Linked DNA regions of Ovis aries: region 1 is linked to region 2. A link is a contact called in public Hi-C data. All regions are on one chromosome and are shown on one strand. The core of a region is the stretch at or near the end of the contact, and the rest is flanking DNA. Distances in the headings are between cores, read along the strand shown. Region 1 has its middle 5.7 kb from the start of DUSP23. Region 2 has its middle 170 kb from the start of CRP.

Region 1 (4,662 bases), core at 673-3,172, 240 kb before region 2:
CTACTCATCAAAGACAATCAGATCATGTATATTGAAAAGTTAATTGTGCAGTAAAAATAACAAGCACAAAAGAAGCCTGTAGGGGAAAGGTAAGCTTGGGTTGGAAGCACCAGCACAGTCTTAGGAGGACAGGATCTTCCTTCTGTTTTGTTCACTGTCTGTTGTGAAATGCTGGAAATAACATTCTTTGAAAGTCCAATATAGTGGTTTTAGGGCTGTCTACCTCCCACTTCCCCAGCTGGTAAGAATGTTTTGACCTTGTCCTCCTTGATGGCGAAGCCTCAGTTCCCCGATGGCCTGATACCAGCGGCAACTGGAGCTGAAGCCAGAGTCAGAGAATTCCTTCCTCCAAGTCGGTCCCTGTGTCTTACCAAGGCAGAGGATTGTTTGGATCTGTGTTCCTGTGGCCCTTAGACTGCAGCCAGAGCTCCCAGTGTCTTAAATGTTCTGATCTCCTTTTGTCTTAACACAGTTCAGACGTGGGACCCTATGATGTGGAAACTGAGTTTAAGAAGGGATGGTGTGGTAGCCAGCCTTAAAGATGCTCCCCACGTAGGGAACCATCTCCTGTCTTGTGCAATCCTTTCCCACATTGTTAGGGCTGGTTTGTGTCATCAACAGGATTTTGTGGAAATGATGGAATTCCACATTCCCTTCTGAATGGAAGAGAGAAGGCAAACTTAAGTGGAAGTGGAAGTTTGCAGTGACTGAAAATCGCTCAGTCATGACTGACTCTTTGTGACCCCATGGACTGTAGTCCACCAGTCCCTTCTTTCCGTGGAATTCTCCAGGCAAGAATACTACAGTGGGTAGTCATTCCTTTCTCGAGGGTATCTTCCCCACCCAGGGATGGAACCTGCGTCTCCTGCATTGCAGGCAGATCGTCACTGTCACAGCCACTAGGGAAGCCCTTTATAACTTTACCCATCTATGTGACTTCTTAGGTAAAGTCATAAAAGATGGTATGGTTTTTGACTTGCTCTTTTGTGGGAGAAGCCAGCTGCTGTGTTGTGAGGAGTCTCATGAGAGATCCATGCGGGAGGCTTCGTATCAACCTCGTGGAAGGGGTCTGGCTATTTTGGAAGTGGATCTTCTGGCTCCATCAAGACTTTAGACTACCTGCCCAACATCTTGACAATAGCCTCACAGATCCCTGGGCCAGAATCACCCAGCTAAGCCTCCCTTGAATTCTCATGCATAGAAACTCTGAGATAATAAATACTTAATATTTTAAACCATCAAATTTTGGGATAATTTCTTACGTGGCAATAGGAAACCAGTACAGATGGGAATATTCAAATAAAAGGAAAGAAGAGAAATAATTTTTCTTTTCTACCATGCATAATAGCACATGGGATCTTAGTTCCCAGACCAGGGATCTAACCCATGCCCTCTCCACCACCCCCTCTCCCAGCAGTAGAAGCACAGAATTTTAACCACTGGATCATGAAGGAAGTCCTGAGAAATAATTGCTGATAAACTTAAGAAGTGAAATAAAATCAAGTTTATTTTTCAAAAAAAAAAGTTATACTCTAAGCAACTGCAGTCTAAGTGTGTGTGTGTGTGTGTGTGTTTGGGGGATGGATTGTTGTGATAGGTCCATGCAAATTTTCTACATTTGGAGAACTGTACTGTATGCAGGAACCAAATAGAATAGTTTGGGTGTGAGTTTTGTAAATATGGTATTGGAGGTATGTGGGTTTTATGTGGTGTTCATATAGTTATGGATGATATACAAATTATTTAATAACGGGCCATGGCCCAGGAAGCAAGCAATTGGGATGGACTCTCCATCAACCATCACCATTGCCTATAAATGAATGGTGATGCTATCCTGCTGTCTATTGGGTGCACATTGGTATTGAGTGTACAGGCTCTGATGTAATCTGGGGTGTGGCCAGATTACCTTGGACATTTTAATATAGGTCTTTCCACAAGATGGCACTGACAGCTTTTCCCTGTTTCTCTCTCTCTCTCTTTCTCTCTCACTCCTCCCTCTGTCTTTTTTTGTATTTTGATTTGTATACTGTTACAGAACATACCGTGACAGATAGCGCACAACTTACTAGTTGATTTCATATGCTTTCTGACAATTCTATCACCTTCATGGCACTTAAAATTCTGTTTTTCCTTTAGACCATTCTAGGAGTACACTTGAGACCATGTTGGGATATTAGGGGGAGGTCTTATCCTGGAAGCTATGATTAGGCGGGGTTAGAGATAGAGAGGGAATTGGGGACTGGGCTTTAGTTTTTGCAAAGCTGTTGAGTACAGTCAAGTGAGAGCAGAATCAGAGAAGAGGGAGCACTCAGTAAGAGACACCTTTGAGATGAGAATAGTTTTGGTAAACTATCTTACTTCTAGGATTAATGCTCTATAAACTGCTTTCCCTTGGATCCAGAGGGAAGAAATTACTGAAAACCTTGGCATTGCACTTTTATAGCATAAGTGTAAAAATCAGAAAGAATCTTAGAGATCTTCTGGTTTAACCTCACTATTTTTAGGTGAGGAAACAGCTCACTGAGTCACTCAGCTGGTCTATACTAGTACTCAATCCCCTATAACTAAGAAGTAGAAACTAACCCAATAAAAACTGGGCAAGGGACTTGGATGCTTCTTAAAAGACTATATAGGCCAGTACTAACCTGAAAAGGGTCCCTATGTCAGTAGTTGTCAGAGAAGTGCAAATTATAACCACAGGAGTATACCCACTCAGTTCAGTTCAGTTCAGTTGCTCAGGCGTATTCGACTCTTTGCAACCCCATGAACCGCACACGCCAGGCCTCCCTGCCCATCACCAACTCCTGGAGTCCACCCAAACCCATGTCCATTGAGTCGGTGATGCCATCCAACCATCTCATCCTCTGTCGTCCCCTTCTCCTGCCCTCAATCTTTCCCAACATCAGGGTCTTTTCCAATGAGTCAGCTCTTCACATCAGGTGGCCAAAGTATTGGAGTTTCAGCGTGGCTAAAATTAAAATGACTGATAATGCCAAATATTATGGCAAAGATAAGGGACTGTTGGAGCTCTCATACATTGGTGATAGGAGTGTAAAAGTGTACAACTCTTTTGGAAAACTTTTCGACAGATGCTTATAAAGTTAAATATACACCTCCCTATGATCCAGTAATTCTGTTCCTAAGAATTACTCAAGAGAACAAAATCATTTGTCCACTAAAACACTTGTAGAAGAATATTCTTAGAAGCTTTATTCATAATAACCAAAAAATGTCAGGAAAACCAAGATTCACCAACAGGAAAGCATCCATAAACAAACTGTGATATATATCCATAAAATAGAATATTATTTAGCAGTAAAAGGAAATAACTACTGATAAACGTAACAAGTAACACGATAAAAGTACACCGCGTGAATCTCAAAAACATTAAGCTGAGCAAAAGGAGTCAGACACAACAAGAACGTAAGTATGATCTTCTGGGTGTGAAGTTCAAGGCCTGGCAAAATGAATCTGTGGTGATAGAAATCAGAAGAATGGTTGCCTCTGTGTGGGAAGGACAATAAGCTGGAAAGGGAATGAGAAAACTTTTCAGCAGTGATGGAATCATTATCTTTTTTCTTAAAAACATTGAAATACAGTTGATTTATAATGTTTCAGGTGTACAGCAAATGATGCAGATATATATATTTCATATATATATTTTAAGTTATATATGTATATTATATATTATATGTATGTGGGCTTCCCTGGTGGCTCAGACAGCAAAGAATCTGCCTGGAATGCGGGAAACCTGTGTTTGTTCCCTGGGTCAGGAAGATCCCCTGGAGAAGGAAATGGCAACCCACTCCAGTATCCTTGCCTGGAAAATCCCATGGGCAGAGAAGCTTGGTGAGCTACAGTCCACGGGGTCGCAAAGAGTCACATGACTGACAGGCTAACACGCACACACACATGGGTGAATCTAAATAAATACATATGAAATCCTCATGCTATCAAACATCACTGGGTCAGTAAACTATGTGACCTGGTCCAAATTACTTTACATTTCTAAGTCTCCATTTCAGATGTCTGTAATGATATAGATTATTAAGGATTATTGATAGGTTCAAATAAGGTAGAAACATGTTATAACCTGGCAAAATGCTGGCACGCAATTGGTGTTCACAAATGGAAGTTGCTGCTGCCATCACCGCCATCATAACATGATTTAGAGACCGATGGGAATATCTCTAATGTTTCTAATGTGAAGTGTGGTCATAGAATGCTGTGGTTAGTGGAATTCTAAGATGGCCCCAAATGACCTATACACTTCGATGAGGGGATAGCATTCCCATGATTATGTCACAAAGCATGGCAAAAGGAGGCCACTTAGCAAGGTGGCTCTGGGAGCTGATTCCCAGTTGACAGCTACTAAGAAAGCAGAGGCTTCCATCCTACAACTTCAAGGAAGTGAATTCTGCCAAACGGTTGAGCTTAGAGGACCTGGGCCTCTATTGTGAGGTACAGCCTGGCTGTCTTCTTCATTTCAGCCTGATGAGACCCTGAGCGGAGGATCCGGCTAACCTGTAGTTGGACTTCTGATCTCAGAACTGTGAGTTAACAAATGGATATTTTTTTTTAGCCACTAAGCTTGCGGCAATTGATCGTACAGTAATAGAAAACTAATACAGATGCCTTATTTACTTGTTTTATTTTCTGATT
Region 2 (4,625 bases), core at 2,121-4,620:
GAGAAAAGGAAAGATATAAGTATCTGAATGCAGAGTATGTTCAGTCCCTGTGAAAAGACCAGCAGGGCTAGAAAGTAGGTTTGAGAGTAGGAAAACAGAAGGAGAGGCGGGGCCTGATTCTGTTCTTTAATTTCCTTCTCTGGAATGTGTTTCCTAGTCCTTGGAAGAAAACAGCCTGAGCTTCGGTAGTAGTCAAAGTGGAAATTCTGGATTCTTTCTGTTGCAGGAAGGAAGGTCCTGATGTCAGAATATAGGACAATGAATCCTGAGTCTTTGAACCGGGTCGAGTTTTCAAGGTGAACCAATCCATGTGGTTGCTGAGAGGCTTCTGGGTGCCTTCTTGCCAGTGAAAGTTTAGGTGAGAAGTGCTGGTTCCTGTCTGCGTAGCTCTGGAAAGGCTGAGGATAGGGGAGTAAAGATGGAAAGCACTGGAAAGAGGCAGGTCACTGGTGTGCCTCAAGCAGTATTGTCCTGATGCCTTCAGCTGGCACACAATAAACGTGCCTTTGGAGAGGATGGGAGAATAGAGCACTGGCAGTGCCACAGAAAGGCGTGGCATAAACTCAGATTTGGAAAAAGGCAGAGGCGTGCATGTGACTGAAAGTCGTGTCTTGTGTGTTAATTGCTCAGTTGTGTTTGATTCTTTGCAACCCCAAGAACTGTAGCCCGCCAGGCTCCTTTCAGTTACCAAGGGATTAAAAAATACTTGAAAGATACCTTCTAAGGCCTGGGGTATTTATAGAAGACATAAAGTCACAGTAACCCCTGGGAAAGACTGGAAAGAAAAAGACTGATGGGAGAAAAGAACATGAGGTTGGAGAAGAGTACAGATTTTGGTGTGAACAAAGAATTATTTGCATGTGTTCTGTTGGCCATAAGGAAACTTAAGGGCATGCATTTGTAGTAGATGAAAAGACGCAGTAGAGACATTAAGAGTAACTGATTATCATCCTGAGAGCTGATTGAATAAAATCAAAGGTAAACAATTTCAGACTGGTGGCAGGGTCTTACGGTAAAAGTAAAAGGGCAAACCTGAGATTAAAAAAAAAGATAAATAGAATATGGAACTGAATTAGGTTTTACTCTACATTTTTGATTGCATATAATTTGGAAAAACATGGTCCTTTTAATGCAGATAGAACAATTGAGAGGATGTTCATTTGGAAGAGGCTCAGGGTAAATGATTATTTGATTCCTAAAATGCTAAATTTGAAATGATAGTATGATCTACATATAGAACAGGCCAGTGGAGAATTTGACATATGTGAGTGCCACTTGGGATTAGAAATACAAGCTTCAGAGGAATCAACATATAAGTGATGATGAAACGAAAATAGGTGATCTCTTTCAGTGGAAGGGAGAGGAGAGCAAAGGTCAGGGAACCACGCATTGATGTAGGGGGGCATTTGCTTTTATGGAGTTGGAAGCAAGAGAAGAGTCAGAGAGAGAGACAAAAAAACACTGTTTGACAGAGAGAAGGATGGAGTGTATAGTGTCATGGAAACCAAGTTAGTGCAAGTTTCTAGGAGGCAGTGTCCACTGGTATTAAATGTATCAGATCTTAGTAGAGAGGATGCTGGATTTAGCAATAAAAACATCATCGGTGACCTTTGAAAGAGCAATTTCCTTAAAGTGAATGTGGCAGAAGCCAGGTTGCAGGCAATGATGGAGGGAGGAAAAGGGAGGTCTTCCTTTCCTTAGGAACCTGTGCAGTAATTCTGACAAGGAACAAAAGGAAAGAAGCAAGATTTCTATAGGGGACTTGGGATCCATTGTGTGTTTTCCATGCAGATTATAGATTGTCTGTTTTTGACAGAGAGGCTATTGTGTTTCTGCTTCTCACCCCATAACATTTCATCCAATGACAGAGAAAAATCAGTGTTCACCTGAGATTATGACTGACCTTTCCACTAAAGAAGCTATTTCAGACTCTAAATGCCAGGCTCCAGGCAGCTGTTGGCTGACTCCTGCCTCCCCTTCCCAATTCTGGCAGCATCACAAACCCACCTCTTCCTTTCCAGGTCTTGCTGATACAGGAGTCTACCCTTGATCTCAGTTCTCTGTTTGTAGTTTCAGGGTTTGTTGGTAAAAGAAGCTGCCTGATAAATTTGTCATCTCCTATCAACTTTTGGGTTCAGCCCTCTGTCTAGATCAGCCTCCCTCAATGAAATCTCACGTCTGAATTCAGAATTCAACTGTCATGCCCCTCCAGAATGTCACAGTATTCATTTCTCGGCCTTTGTCCTTTACATCCCTGAATTATCACTCATTTATTTAGAATCACTCATCTCCATTCTCATATTTATAAAAATACACCTTGATTGATGAAGTGGATTTTTTGATCCATTAGAATTATTTTCTTTCTATTCCTTATAACCCATTGGCCATAAGCATCTCCTTGCTGTTTGTTCATCAACCCTTTGTGAGTATAGCATCTTGGGGAGGTGCTATGAAAAGAAGAAAAAAATAATGGCAGGAACTCAGTGTAACTGAGTCTTAAGTCTGTTGAAGTGAAGACTCCCTCTATATAGGAATATACTTCTGAGTCTATAGTTTTACAGAGAACACACACATTGAGAAAACAGAGGGAGATGTCTCAGCTGGGGCGCTGGCAGAGGTCTTAGCCCAAGCTGTCTTGTTCCGCTCTTGTCCTCTTGTTCTGCCCTATGCCATGTTTCTGCCTAGGACCTAGAGTCCATGTCAGGACAAGAGAATTTTCCCTTGTTCAGCCATTTAATTCACATCCGTAAAACTGCAGAATACAGAGAAAGAGCCTCACAGAAGCCGGCAGAGCTCACCTGGCTGGGCCTCTCCAGCTTTGTGAGCCTTGCTGTGCATTATCTTCACTTCACCAGGGAGCAGCCCTGTCCTGGCTCTAACCACATTGTCTATGTCCTTCTTTCTGTTTTTTTTTTTTTTTTTGTCTTCTTCACCACCACCAGCTGTTGTGTCATGTGAAAATCCCTGAGATGTAGAGTTTGTGAACAAGAGGGTGTGTGCCCCATTGGTGTGTGTTTTATTTAGTATTGGCCCAGGTGTAGTAGTTATCTAGATATCATCTCTTCTCCGTTTATACTTCTGTGATGCTAAAGTATATTAAACTTTCCTTTATTGCCACTCCTACCCATGACATAAACCATTTATTTCCCACAAATACATTCAGGCGTTCCTGGGCTTGCATCAACGCCCTCATCACTTGCCTCTGTCAGTTAACTCAAGCCCGAACTGGTCAATTCAGTAGGACATAGACCCTCTCAGAGATCTACGCCATTGTCATATGCTGTTGGACCTTGCTGTTTACAGTGCTGGGTACACAGAGGCCAAGGATACCACATGCAGAGTCGTGGACACAAGCATTACTTAACAGGTTGACTCATTTCATCAGGTGACCTTTAGTCCTGGCCAGTGTTTTTTCCTGCTTACAGACATTTCACAGCTCACGAGTAGACCAAACAGAAAGCTGTGTTGTGAGCTGGTTCACAGACTTAGCCTGCTTTTCTACTTATTCTCTATAAAGAAGGCAGGAGCCAGGCTTTCTGATCGGGGTGCACATGACTACAGAGACGGTAATACTCCAGGAGAACTTTGATGACTTCTTTTTATGGAAGAGCATGTTAATTGAAAATCCTCCTGGCTTCCACTTCACTTGACCACTTGCTGCTTGACTTTTGTCCGTGCACAGACGTAGTGACAGTGACAGCAGTGACTTCAGTTAAAGAATCGCATGGACCACCTGAGACCTTCCCCACTCCCATGATCTCAGTTATATGATCCTTAATAGCTATTTCAAAAAGACTTTCCTTCACCATCCCTGGTTTGGGAAGATCCCCTGGAGAAAGGAATGGCAACCCACTCCATTATTCTTGCCTGGAGAATCCCATGGACAGAGGAGAGCCTGGTGGGCTACAGTCCATGGGGTCGCAAAGTGTTGGATATGACTGAGCGACTTTCACTCACTCACTCACCTCCTTAACCATTTGCTGATTGAAAAACAGTTGCAACGAGAGAGACCTTTCCATGAATCCATCCCCACTTAAAGTGTGTATTTAGGTGGAGTATCCTCTAGTTTTATAGGAGGAAAAGTCCCTTTAAAGTGACAGTATTATTATAGCCTTGGAAATGGCACAGAGAGAACAGGGGGGTGTCTCTTCTCAAGCAATGATGTCTTCATTCAGAACACTTTTTAAAAAGTTTATCTTCTTGTTCCTCTAAAGCCTTTGAGAATTGTTAATTCCATAGTGGCTATGTGGTAGCTATTTGGAGTAGATGTGGTTAATTCTGGGCAAGTGACTTTGATTGCTCTTTGCTAGCATTTTCCAATAAATTAAACTTATATCAATGCCCATTTTCCCTTCTGCTAGGTAAGTGTGGGCTATAAGTTTATTTCTGTCCCATGTTTTTTCCCAGTAGAGTTCTTGCTCTGAAGATCTCTTCTTTGTTCATATATTACAGTTTTTTTCTTAGATGGGTGGTTATGTGTTTAATTAAGAAATTTTATATACTTCTACTGTTAGAACTAGAAAATTTGTTGGAAAAAGCTAGTATAGTGACATCTATTTTTACACATTCCTATATTTTGGATATAAATGACACATTGCTATTTCAACTCCAAGGTCAGTCTTTCC

What was found. A called contact is a pair of places that touch in the nucleus more often than the background predicts.
Region 1: a Hi-C map of liver shows a contact between it and region 2, with 4 times the contacts expected there. The contact joins two enhancer-like sites. A contact is called at or near these places in 2 of 16 Hi-C or Micro-C datasets (liver and mixed tissues).

The regions. Positions count from the first base shown.
Region 1 is chr1:110,786,696-110,791,357 of ARS-UI_Ramb_v3.0, reverse strand. No RefSeq gene overlaps it. Among named protein-coding and RNA genes, the nearest start is that of DUSP23, 5.7 kb to the left of the region's middle. Within about 2 kb of position 1,922, at least 2 of the 54 cell types and tissues checked have an H3K27ac peak or open chromatin away from gene starts, as enhancers often do. A contact at or near this core is called in liver, where this site is marked.
Region 2 is chr1:110,549,051-110,553,675 of ARS-UI_Ramb_v3.0, reverse strand. No RefSeq gene overlaps it. Among named protein-coding and RNA genes, the nearest start is that of CRP, 170 kb to the left of the region's middle. Within about 2 kb of position 3,370, at least 3 of the 54 cell types and tissues checked have an H3K27ac peak or open chromatin away from gene starts, as enhancers often do. A contact at or near this core is called in liver, where this site is marked.